Regions from separate parts of the Mus musculus genome. Here region 2 is linked to region 1. The links are chromatin contacts, called in public HiChIP or PLAC-seq maps. All regions are on one chromosome and are shown on one strand. The core of a region is the stretch at or near the end of the contact, and the rest is flanking DNA. Distances in the headings are between cores, read along the strand shown. Region 1 has its middle 35 kb from the start of Gm41964. Region 2 has its middle 25 kb from the start of Gm35356.

Region 1 (6,556 bases), core at 3,010-5,509:
AATGATACAGATCCTTAGGTGGAAGAGCTGCGTTATAGATGTATCAGTTGAGACTGGGCTCCACTCCACAACTGTGCATTTTGATTGGTTATGGCTCTCTGTACTGGTTTCTTTCTGTCTGCTGCAAAGAGACATTTCCTTGATGTGGGGCGAGGACTACATTTATCTGTAATTTGAAGGACAGATATTTAGAATATAGTTAGGGATTCTGCTGGCTTAGTAAAGTGGCAGTTTTAAGTTTCCCCCTGGCTTAGTAAAGTGGCAGTTTTAAGTTTCCCCCTGGCTTAGTAAAGTGGCAGTTTTAAGTCCCCCCCCCCCAAAGATCCATACATTTACTAGCCCTGGGTAATTGGTTAGATTTTCAGCACCAGGTATGTAGCTCAGGCTTTAAGTTCAGATGAAGAGCTGTTGGTTACCACCATGCATGCATGGTACTACTGTAGTCTTACTGTACTTGTGCCCTGAACTTTGCTGTTGAGGTTCACAAGCATAATAGCTGAGTAGTACTGTTAGGTGCTTCCCTCCTTTGCAAGATTTCATGGTATGTTCTGGTATCATTGTGGGGCTGGGGGAGGCAGAGGAGAAAGAGAAGGGGAATAGTTAGGAGGGGACTATAAATTTCTATCCAATATTCTGCCTTGTTTATATTTTATAAGCACGGCTCATTTTTATAACAAGAGAAAGCAACTATATACCATTATATTCATAAAATAACTACAATGTAGCATTGTATACCATGAATTATGCTTAGATTGCCTTATGTGGAGTCTCATAATTTAATTCCTAACCTAAGATTTGTAATCTTTAGCAGTTTTAACCAAAGAGTTGGATAGTTTTGAGCGTTAATTCCTTGTTTATACTCAATAATGGAAAAGAAGAGAGAAAAAAGAAAAAAAAGTATCATAGGAAACTGATGTAATATGTAAAAGATCCTACACACACATGTGCATACACACACATGTGCATGCATGCGTGCGCGCCCCCCCCCACACTTTTTATAGATGCAAGGTCAGAATAGGTTCATACACTTCCAAGCTTTACTGTAACCAAAGCTTTGCTGTCATTGTGTTCTCTTAAAAGAGCTTCATTTTTGTTTTTGTTTTTGTTTTCAGGAGACTGTGGAAGAAAAAGATTGCCTTCCCTCAAGGCCAGTAGCTGTTGCATAATATTTTCCTTTAGCCAATCTGAAATATAGTGGGAAAGAATTTCATAATTTCCTTTCGGTTGTCTGTATGTGGAAATGCATTGCAACTACTGGAATGTGATCTATTAATAGGCAAATCAGTTCAATAAATATAATAAGGTTCACATTTTTCTTGTGACTCCCAGATTTAATGTCAGTGCTAAAATGAAGGAAGCTGACTATTCTATATTATACTTTCAATTAAAGGAATCATTAATTATTGATTTGGATAAATGTGTGAAGCCTACGTGATGTACCCATGGTAGTCCTGGGAAACATGACCTCTGGATATTGCTAAACTTGTACAAAACTTCTAAATAAAACATTCCTATCTCTCTTATGTTTGCCAAAATTATGAATCACAGTGAGCTGCTGTCGGTACTAGCAGTCAGTGACGTATGTATGTGTTCCTTTTGCTTTCCCCAACGTTAGAGTGCATGGCTAGAGTCACTATCACACAAACCAAACTCTTGGAGCTTTGTGGTACATAGCACAGTTTATGCCTTATGGCTTTCTCAGGAAGGCTGTGGTGGACACTAATCACTGACTTGGCTCAAACTTGTCGGACCATGAATTAAATACCTGCTCCCTCTACTTCCCCTCTCTTTTTGACCTTTTCCATATACCTTTGCCCATGTGGCATGCCAATGTGGGACTGGCAAGATGATTTATGGAAACATTGGCAGATGTGCTAAAGTGCATTTAAGCTTTGAGGTACGTCACCACTTCTCCTGCCCACACAAGATTTCATTTGTACCTGTTCATATTAATTGGGCATGGGAATGCTTACTGAAATATTAAACCATTTTATAAAAGTTAAACTCTACATACTAATTGTAGAAATGTTTTTTTTTTCAATTTTTATTAGATATTTTCTTTATTTACATTTCAAATGCTATCCCCAAAGTCCCCTATTCCCTCCCCCCAACCCCCGCCCTGCTCCCCTACCCACCCACTCCCACTTCTTGGCCCTGGCATTCCCCTGTACTGGGGCATAAAAAGTTTGCAAGACCAAGGGGCCTCTCTTCCCAATGATGGTCAACTAGGCCATCTTCTGCTACATATGCAGCTAGAGACAAAAGCTCTGGGGGTACTGGTTAGTTCATATCGTTGTTCCACCTATAGGGTTGCAGACCCCTTCAGCTCCTTAGGTACTTTCTCTAGCTCCTCCATTGGGGGCCCTGTGTTCCATCCAATAGATGACTGTGAGCATCCACTTCTATATTTGCCAGGCACTGGCATAGCCTCACACGAGACAGCTATATCAGGGTCCTTTCAGCAAAATCTTGCTGGCATATGCAATAGCGTCTGCGTTTGGTGGCTGATTATGGGATGGATCCCTGGATGGGGTAGTCTCTGGATGGTCCATCCTTTTGTCTTAGCTCCAAACTTTGTCTCTCTAACTCCTTCCTTGGGAGAAATGTTTTAAGATTAAAAAAAAAAAAAAACAAAAAAAAACCAAAAAACCAAAAACCAAAAACCAAAAAACCAAAAAAAAAACAAAAAAAAACCCCAAAAAACCAAAAACCCAAAAAACCCCTTAAAGAACAAAATTAAATTAAAAAACAAAAACAGAGCTGTGCTTTATTCTACAGCCTAAACATGGGCATTAACATTTCTCTTTTACCAAAAAAACCCCCAACAATTTCACTGACTTACTATTTTTTTGCTTTGTAGAACAGGGTCTTCCTCTGGAGTCAAGGTTGGTCTTAGAACTACTCATGGCAGAATTTTGCCTCAGCCTCTATAATAGATTAAGGGTGTAAGCTAATAGAGATGGTTCCACATAGATAATTATGTATCCTGCTTTTTTTCATATCATATATTGACAAGTTTATACTAGACTACACATTAAAATCTAGACCCGTTGGCAGATGCCTGCATTCTCAGCACTTGGGGGCTGGAAGCAGGAGGAATGAGAGCTCAATGCCATCTTTGGCTATGTAGCAGGTTTGATGTAGCCTCAGCTACAAGAGATCCTGTCTCAACAAACAACAACAAACCCAAACTAAATTGGAAAGCTTCATTGTTTCAAAACTGTCAAACGCTGCATAAATGGGAAGTCCGTGTTCTACTGCTGCTCCTCAGTCTCCCTTCAGCAGCCTGACAAAGGCTGAGGCACTGCCAAGGGAAACTGAAGAACTCTGTCCTTGACTGGCTTCAGGGCATCGTGATTCCTCAGCGTCCAAAGTGTGCGTCTTGTTTGTTGAGTGAAGAGAGTTTTCTAGTTACTCTTAGATTAAGAGGCTCATGGAGCACTTACTATGGGTAATGGTAGTCCTGAGCTTGGACTTAAAAATGTCACCTTCAAAGTTCTGCAGGGAGGGAAATACACTGAAGCCTTTTCCCAGCATTGCAAGAAGCCTGGGCTTTGTTCATAGATCCTCTGGGGGAGAAGCTGAGACTATTTTGTGGAATCTTTATAAACAAATTAAAGAACTTTTCTTTTGTAGCCGTTTGCAAGATAAGGAGTTAGTAAATTACCAAAAAGGCTCCATTCAAGTTTTAGGGATTTGGGGTTAGAAACAAAACATTTGAGGAATTCTAAAGTAAAAAAAAAGGACAGTAGAATACAATTTTAATGCAATTTACCTGAAATACCAAGTAAATTCTTTTATTTTACACACCACAAAAGCATCAGGGTAATGGTCTGAGAAAGATGCTCTTTCAGTTGTACACGATGATACAGACATGGATGTCAACATAGAAACAGTTGGCTCAGCGGGATCCCAAGCACAACAGTTGTCTGGTACCATACTCCATGCTGGCAGCAGGGCATTCCCTTGCATCCTATATTTAAACTTGGCACCTGCTAGGAAATACCCTGGCAGGGCTTTGGAATCAGTGTCACAGCTGTTAATTTCCATAACTTGTTTTAGTTACTAGGCACTGCTGTGAGCTAGGGAGAAGCGAACCATATGGATGACAGCTAGGGACCTTCAGAGGGATTTCACATGGCAGGCCACTTGGACAGAGTTATACACAGTTCACTCCTTCACTCTGGAGCTATAAGTATGGCCATACACAGACAGCATGAAACACCACACTCTTCACTGACAGTTTGTCAGCTCTCCACAGAGCTCTCATTCTATGGCAGAGATTTCCTATTTTCTCAGAGACCCAGTACTGAACAAGGCCAAGTCTTGCTCTCTTCAGTATAGAGAAAAAAGAACCAATTTCCTCATTTTTCCAGTAGACTTAAGAATTGTAAGTGGAAAAGATATGAGTCCTAGTGTGGTGACCTAGCAGAGGAGAATACCTGTAAGTCTGGAGGTAAATAAAAAGAAAACCGTTGGAATGTGATAAATGCAAGGCAAAAATTTAAGCCCAGGTATAGGGAGTAACAACTGGCTATTTTATACTGGCAGTTAGGTAGATCTTTTTTTTTTCTGAATGTGTGTGTGTCCCTACATATGTGCAGGTATCCATGGGGGTCAGAAGAGGGTGTCACACACCTTTGAAAACTGAACTTGGGTCCTTTGGAAGAGCAGGAAGTGCTCTTGACTGCTGAGCCACATCTCCAGACTTGGGGAGATTTTTGTAAGGAGGTGGAATGTACACTGAAAGCCAAATGCCTGCGAGGACATACCTGTGGAAAGCTGGAGTAGCAGAGCAGGCCATCAGCTTCTAGCTGTAAGCAGCATTCAGGGCTAATGCCCAATGTGTCTTACTGCTGGGGAACTGAAGAAGGTGGGGTTGCTTGGTTACTATCAAGGGAACGGTGTAAATGGCCTCAGGGGAAAGCAAGTGCAGGGTCATCCAAGGCTTTATAGGTTGAGCAAATGTTTATTCCAAATGTGAGTCTACTGTGGAACGTGGAACACATTTAATTCATCTGCCCTGTTTGCTGAGTGCCAGGTCTTGTGCATAATTTTGAAATACACAGATGTATCAGACATTTTATCTTAAAGGAAGTCTTAGTCAAAACGGTGACTCTTTTTTTGCATCTTTTTCTAATCTCGACAATGGGAGTACTCTGGACAATTGCCGATCATTTGGATCTCTGTAGCTTCTTAACAGACTGAAGCTCTATTGCCATCATTGCTATGGGTCTCCATTTGGTGGTATACAGGCTTTCAAAATAAATAAAACACAAGACTATAATTATTTAGCATTTTACATACCTATGTTAGTATACATAAAATGTAATAAACAAACATTTAAGCACTTTAGAATTTATAGACCCTATCATATCTGAAAGATTGCTAGGCATGCAGCTTAGCCATTTGGGAAGATTTCTTGGCTTCAAACATTCAAGGCTAGATAGAGCACTTGATGACAGACCAAATAAATGGTTCCATCTTAGTCTATTTTACTGAATGAGTTTCCTGTGCTTACCTGAAGGAGTATAGGAGAGGGATTCCTTACGGGAGGGTAGGTAAGGTTTCCTACAGGAGCATGGATGTCTCATAGGCAAGTTGCATCTTGAACAGTCCACCCAGACATCATTGAACAACAATTCACCTGAGCATCCCAGGAGCTCACTAAACAATCTGTAGGCAAATTGGCACATAGAAAAATGCCAATTAATTTCTGCCTAATTTAGTTATTACTGTTTATATAATCTTGGGGAGACTTGTGAATCTTATTTCAGGAGGTTTTTTTTGTGATTATACAGTTTTGTTTACTTCTTTTTTTTTTTTTTTAATTTTTTTCGAGACAGGGTTTCTCTGTGTAGTCCTGGCTGTCCTGGAACTTACTCCGTAGACCAGGCTGGCCTCGAACTTAGAAATTCGCCTGCCTCTGCCTCCCAAGTGCTGGGATTAAAGGCATGCGCCACTACACCTGGCTTTTTGTTTACTTCCTGAGCCTTCTAAGTTTTGTTTACTTCCTGAGCCTTGTATGTTCTGTTTATTTCCTAGTCCTATTGTGCCTTTATCCAGAAGTAAATTTTTCAATTCAGAGGACATGTCTGTACAATACTATTTATTTAAAGATTCATTTATTATTATAAGTACACTGCAGCTGTCTTCAGACGCACCAGAAGAGGGTGTCAGATCTCATAACAGATGGTTATCAGCCACCATGTGGTTGCTGAGATTTGAACTCAGGACCTTCAGAAGAGCAGTCAGTGCTCTTAACTGCTGAGCCTTCTCTCCAGCCCTGTATAATACTATTAAATGTAAAATAGTCCCAGAATTTTCCAAAATATCCTCATCCATTTTTACCAGTAACCACAGGCAATCATGGATCAGTTGTCTGTTCCTTTGATTTTGACTTTTATAGAACATTATGTAAATTATACGTGTGACTAATGTAGAATCTGTCTTCTTTCATTTATAGCACTGTGTGTTGCCATGTTTTTTTTAGGTACTTTGTTCCTTCATAACACTGAGTGATATTCTACATTCAGAGACATGGTTCAGAGATACT
Region 2 (6,556 bases), core at 2,546-5,045, 150 kb after region 1:
CACCCATCAGTGGAAAGAGAGGCCCATTGGTCGTGCAAACTTTATATGCCCCAGTATAGGGGAATGCCAGGGCCAAGAAGTGGGAGTGGGTGGGTAGGGGAGTTGAGTGGGTGGTGGGTATGGGGGACTTTTGGGATAGCCCTGGAAACGTAAATGATATGTGTGTGTGTGTTTACTGTAGAAGATTTCTTCTACAGTAGTAGATTTCCACATGGAATTTTCAGAGGTTTTTAGCATTAGTTATCTTTGTCCATACTCCCTTCTCTACCCTGTCTTATCTTTCACCCTATTTATTCCTTCCTCTTCTACTGTTCCCATTTCTTCTTCCTTCTACTTATGTTTTATTCACACACACACACACACACACACACACACACACACACACACACACACATACACACACACACACACACTTTCTAATTCAAAGCTATGTCTCTTCTTAGAACTCTAACTTTATTCCCCCAAAGAAAAAAATGCCTACTTTCATGTCACAATGTAGAAATCTCTCCCTGGTCTGTCTTCTGCTTTTATATTGGTTGTTTTTTGTTTACTTAATACAAACCTAGATATATCTAGGAAGGAAGAATCTTAATTAAGGAAATTATTTCGTAAGCTTGAGTGCATAGTTATAGGTAGTTCTTAAAATACCTACCAGCTCTGGACTGGAGAGATTCATCAGTGGTTAACAGCCCTGAATGCTTTTCTAGAAGACCCAGGTTCAATTCCCAATATCCACATGTCAGTTCACAACTCTCTATAACTCCAGTTCTAAGGGATATGATGCTTTCTCTATCTTTTTAAAAAAAGATTTATTTATATTATGTATGTGAGTACACTATTGTTCTCTTCAGACATGCTGGAAGAGGGCATTAAATCCCATTACAGATGGTTGTGAGCCACCAGGTGATTGCTGGAAATTGAACTCAGGACCTCCGGAAGAGCAGTCAGTGCTCTTAACCATCTCTCCGGCTCATGATGCTCTCTTTTGGCCTAGGCAAAATATCTGCACACACACACACACACACACACACACACACACACACACACACACACACGACATAGGTTTGGTTCCCAGCAACTACATAGCTTACTACCATCTTTCTGTAACTCCAGGTCTTCCAACACTGTCTTTGGTTCTCCATGGGCACACTCACGTTGTATGTACCTACAAACAGGAAAACTATTCATAAACATAAATTAAAAATAAAATTACTAAGTTAAAATACTCAGAAACTCGTGTAACATTACATGTGCTAATTAGAATAGATGTCAAACCAACAGACACTAGCCATAAAGAACTGATAAAGCTAGCAGAGGCAAAGAATAGGCTGTCTCTTGGAACCTCTCTTCTGACCTTTACCCCAGACTTCCAGCCAAGAGGAGCTGATAGCATATACCAGGGGTGGCAGAGAGCTGAACTGCTCCCTACCTTATCATGTGTGTGTTTGTGTGTGCGCGCATGCGTACACATGTGGGTGCATGTGTATCATTAGTGCCTGACTTACTGGTTTGCCTGGAACTTACTATGTATACCATATCTCTAACTCTCAGAGATCCTCTTCCCTTTGTCTCCAAAGGCATATATTATTACACTTAGCTTACACACACACACACACACACACACACACACACACACACACACACATATACACACACACTGTTTTGGAGACGGTCTGCTCTTGGACTCACTGTGTGGCTCCGGCTGTCCTCAAAGGCATGATCTTCCTATCTGATTGTCACAAGGGCTGTAATTACAGACATGTGTCACAATGTCTAAATCACTGATACAACTTAATTATAAAGTTAAAATATTTAGTTCTCTTAGAATTCATATTTATATAAAGAATAAGACATATCTTGCCAAAAGACTATCCCTATAAAAGTCAGTTATCCCTATAGCATTTATTGAGGCAACTATTTTTTAGGAATTCTGGCATTTTAAATATATGGAAATTGCAAAATATAAATTTATTTTCTGAGTATTAATATTCAATCATTACACAGTGTGTTGCAATATAGAACACACGGGGAAGGAATAATTGCTTCTCTGGAGAAATTCTGAGCACCTTTTTGTATGGGTTTTAAAGCATGTTTAAACTCTTCGAATGCCCTCCTTGGAAGGAGTGGATGCGCCATCCCCAGTTCTGGAGTCTGGGCGTCCTTCATGGTTCATTTTCAATAAGTAGGGATGGAAAATAGGGATATCTTTTGTGAAGGACAGACATTAGAGTTTCAGTTGAAGAAGAAAGCAGTGTGTTTTCGAATCACTTATTACAGAGCAATAATACCTCTGAGGAGAAAGAAAAATATTTGAGTCAGTTCTTGAAGGACCAATGTGGAAACCAATTTTAACTGTTTTAGCAAAGAAAATGAAGAAGGCAGCATAATCATAGTACATGACAAGTATAGAGTAAAAAAAAAAAATGTTCTAATTCACCTAGGATCAAGTTTCAAAATTCTAATGAGTTCAACCATACCAGAGGATGTTATATACAGTGAGTGCTCGCATGATTTGAGGGTAAAGTTTGCAATGGTCTTTAGTAAAATTAAGATACTTGAAGCTGTTCTGAAACCCGTCCAGAAGCAATGGGCTGTTTGGTGGTTGTGTAATCCTGGAGATCAAATCCAGAACCTCTTCCATGCTAGACAAGGACATTACCACGGGGCTGTACTCCCATCCTTCTTTTTGGTGGATTGATTGGTTCATTAATTCAGGCAAGGTCTCATTAAGTAGGTCATGCTGGCTTTGAACTTACAATTCATATTCCTGACTTGGCTTCCTAGAAACTGGAATTATAATGAATTTTATCTGATCTCCATCTTTAGAGAGAAAAGAGAGGTCTAGTAAAGTTAACCCTGACGGTTGAGAGCCGTGTCATCCACATGAACCAAGGAAAATTAATAGTTAATAAAACATTTATGACAAACATTGACATTAGTACAGCAAAGGTATCACTATTTTAATGGATGAGTGCTGTGAATGAACAGGATTATGTGACGACTACACGGTTTGGAGGAAGAGCTCAGAGCATTGTGTTAAATTTTCTGGAATCTTTAACACTTGGTAGATGTTGTCCGGAGGCATGCTACCGTCAATATTGTGAGCACTCTGAATGTGAGCATCAAGCGAGAAGGTTGGACCGACTTTTGTGTTCTGAGATAACAGAGGTGTGAGGAGAATGGTCAGGAAACATTCGGTTCAGTCAGGAACACAGACTTCTGCTGAACATCTTGTTTGTACTTGTCTGTCTCCACAGAGTTCTAAGAAGAGGGTTCTTTTCTTCTGCATTTCAAGAGTTCTAACTACAGGAGAGTGTGAGGACAGAGAAGGATTCTGCAGCCTCATGATGCTTGTTTGCACTTACTTCTTCATGCCCCCTATGCCCTGCCTCGCAGAGGATGCACGCCAGGCCCCCAAGCTGAGGGGTGGGGCGTGAGGCAGTTGGAAAACTCTCCCTGGGTGATCCTAATGTGCCCTTTTCACCACCTGCTATCTTGCTACCCACTCCGTCCTGGAAAATCACAGATTAGGTGCCAATAGTTAAGGCCACGAGCATGTTTCCTAAGCACTGGTTGAGACATGCAGTTAAATCTTTAGGAGTTTATGTCGGAGAAAGCTTTCGAGCCCGAAACTGTAGTCTTCGGTGCCTCAGAATATATGTCAAAGGTTTCCATTTGACTTAAGAGTTGTTTTAAAATGGGTTTGCCTGATCTTAACAATACATGGAGACGGAGGGCACATACAAATGTTTTCCTGGTTGTCCTAGGAACCCTAAGTGTCTGCTTTCACTAGAGCCACTTCATTCTCACTGAGGCAGTGCAGAGCGGAATGAATTGAATGCTGAACATTCCGGGCACATCCAGCTAAGGGAGATGTATTAGCAAACAACTCCCAGGATGCTCTGAGACTCAGGCCAGGGCTACTAGATGCAGGCTGGAGTTACACTGCCATTTTCTCGTCTTGTTAAGTGCAGTTAATAAGATTATGCCCTATGCATAGTTCTCTTTGTCACCTAGTGCTTTGGTTCAAAAGTGTAAATGTGAGATACTTTAAATTGTCTCTTTCTTTCTCTCTTTCCCTCTCTCCCTCCCCTTCCCTTCCCCCCCCACATATATGCATGTGTGTGCACGCACACACACGCACACACACACACAACATATATATATCATGTCTGTCTTCCATTTCCTTCCTCCTGCTTACCCTTACCCTCATCATATCTCCTACCTCTTAAAACTTAATATCACTTAAGAAAAATGCATTAAGTTAAATTAGTGCTGCTCATCTTGACTCTAGCTGCATATGTATCAAAAGATGGCCTAGTCGGCCATCACTGGAAGAGAGGCCCATTGGACTTGCAAACTTTATATGCCCCAGTACAGGGGAACGCCAGGGCCAAAAAGGGGGAGTGGGTGGGTAGGGGAGTGGGGGTGGGTGGGTATGGGGGACTTTTGGTATAGCATTGGAAATGTAAATGAGCTAAATACCTAATAAAAAATGGAAAAAAAAATAGTGCTGCTCAAATGCACAGTCCTCCACTGAGGTATAGGCAACCAAGCAATGGCTTTCCCCTGATTTATTTTATTTTGGAGTATGTGTGTGTGTATGTATGTATGTATGTATGTATGTATGTATATATGTATGCATGTATGTATGTATGTATGTGTTCATGACTGGGTGCACACGCATGCAAGTGACTACAGAGGTTGAGAAAAGGGCATCAGAGCCCTGAAGCTGCAGTTACATATGGTTGTGAGATGTCATGTGGGTGCTGGGAACTGAACTCATGTTCTTGTCAAGGACAGAACTTGATCTCAACTGCTGAGTCACTTCTCCAGTCCTAATTCATTTGTTCTTTCTTTCTTTTAAAATTACTTATGAAAGTTAATATGTTAAAATAATGGGCTTCACTATAGCATTTCACACATATGTGTCATTTTACTTTGTCTTAATTTGTTCCCGTTTTTTATATGTAAATAATAGTTCACTGTATGCAGCTTCCTGTAAAGCACCGGATATTTTATACCTATGTCTTACCAAGGAAAGAAAATGAGACCATCAGAAGTAATTGTTTCAGTGAGGCTGAGCTTGGGTATGCTTCAGGGTCAAAGGTGCCACAAAGTTTCCATTTGTTAATCGTGAACATTTTCTGAATACCTGGAAGATTTCCAGGATAACTTGTTTTAAGCTATGACTCAGGACCCATTTTGTTACTGTCATCTCAGCATTAGTTTTCTATGTTAATTCAGGCACAGGAGGGTCCCCCCATCCCCCCCGCTTGTCTTTCATTGGCTAACCTGAAAGGCAGGCACATCACTGCTTCTCATAGTTTCTTTGGTCACAGCTACTAACATAGCTTACCCACTGCTGCAGAGGTTACAGCATCATGACCAAGACAAGGCAGTACAAGAGGGAGTCATTTGCAGAGTCAACAACTTAAATTTGTTGCCTTCCTCTGTGTGTGTGTGTGTGTGTGTGTGTGTGTGTGTGTGTGTGTGTGTGTGTGTGCTCACATGGTCCTGTAGGTGTATGCACATGCATATGAAAGCCACAGGTTGTGTCTAGTGGTTTTCTTTTGAACGACTGGCCTCCATGTGCCTGTGCACCTGCATACACTCGTGCTTTTCATCAGATATTTTCTCAGCAATTCTCTTTCCAGCTTCAGACATCTAGGCCACTTCCATTTTTTGATGTGACAATTTTCCACTTGTGAGATTCAAGGTCACCATGGAACCTAAGCCTAAACATGTGGGAGAAAGCAGTGATTCTTGAAATCCTTTGTTCTCAGAACAATACGCGTTCATTTATACTATACGGACCTAAACTAATTACACTGTTAGAGGAAGATCCTGCACACTGGGAAGTTACACCGATGCTCCTGGATGAACACATGCTTGGCTCAGCAGACTCTCTGCTGGCCCCCAGTCATTCTCTGGTCAGCTGCTGTGGTGCGTTCCTTACCCCTGCATCTAGACCAGCTGAAGTCAGCAAACATCATGTTTCCAATAGCTAATCAGGGATATTACAGCTAAGTGAAGAATAAGAAGTACCCCTGTACTTCCCACAGGAAAGCACGGCTCCCTTAGAAGAATGAACCAGCTAAGAATCTATTGAACAGAATTGCATGTTAGTAAACTTTGTGCCAGCACATGGATTTTTAAAGAGATTTCTGACTTAGATGCCATCGGCCCACTTGCTCTTGGGAAAATCATGCCTCTTTTCCTTTAGCTTTTTTTTTTCCGTATCAGGAAGCCGATTCATCATTTGGTTTCCATACAAACCTAAAATCTAACAAATGATTATGAGACCAGGGACACAGACTATTACTTACAGAGAACCCATTTCTTTTTATTTGATTGCTTTCATTTAGAGGCTTTTTTTCCTTTTTTTTTTTGTATCTATTTGCTATACACATAAATAATGATTCAATTATAGGAAGATATTATTTTGTAGGTGTGTTTATGATGAAAGGGAATTATGATCTCTTCCATTAGAGTTGAAGATTCACACAGCTATTGTGGAAGCATGGTGGGTTTACTGGGTGTTTGCTACACCCTC

What was found. HiChIP or PLAC-seq counts read pairs in DNA pulled down with a chosen protein or histone mark.
Region 2: a contact with region 1 is called in an H3K27ac HiChIP or PLAC-seq map of heart atrium, with 8 read pairs. The contact joins two enhancer-like sites. A contact is called at or near these places in 1 of 484 Hi-C or Micro-C datasets (pancreatic cancer cells) and 2 of 115 datasets of contacts at active chromatin or transcription factors (double positive thymocytes and heart atrium).

The regions. Positions count from the first base shown.
Region 1 is chr1:143,900,137-143,906,692 of GRCm38.p6, forward strand. No RefSeq gene overlaps it. Among named protein-coding and RNA genes, the nearest start is that of Gm41964, 35 kb to the right of the region's middle. Within about 2 kb of position 4,260, at least 25 of the 459 cell types and tissues checked have an H3K27ac peak or open chromatin away from gene starts, as enhancers often do. A contact at or near this core is called in heart atrium, where this site is marked.
Region 2 is chr1:144,052,201-144,058,756 of GRCm38.p6, forward strand. No RefSeq gene overlaps it. Among named protein-coding and RNA genes, the nearest start is that of Gm35356, 25 kb to the right of the region's middle. Within about 2 kb of position 3,796, at least 11 of the 459 cell types and tissues checked have an H3K27ac peak or open chromatin away from gene starts, as enhancers often do. A contact at or near this core is called in heart atrium, where this site is marked.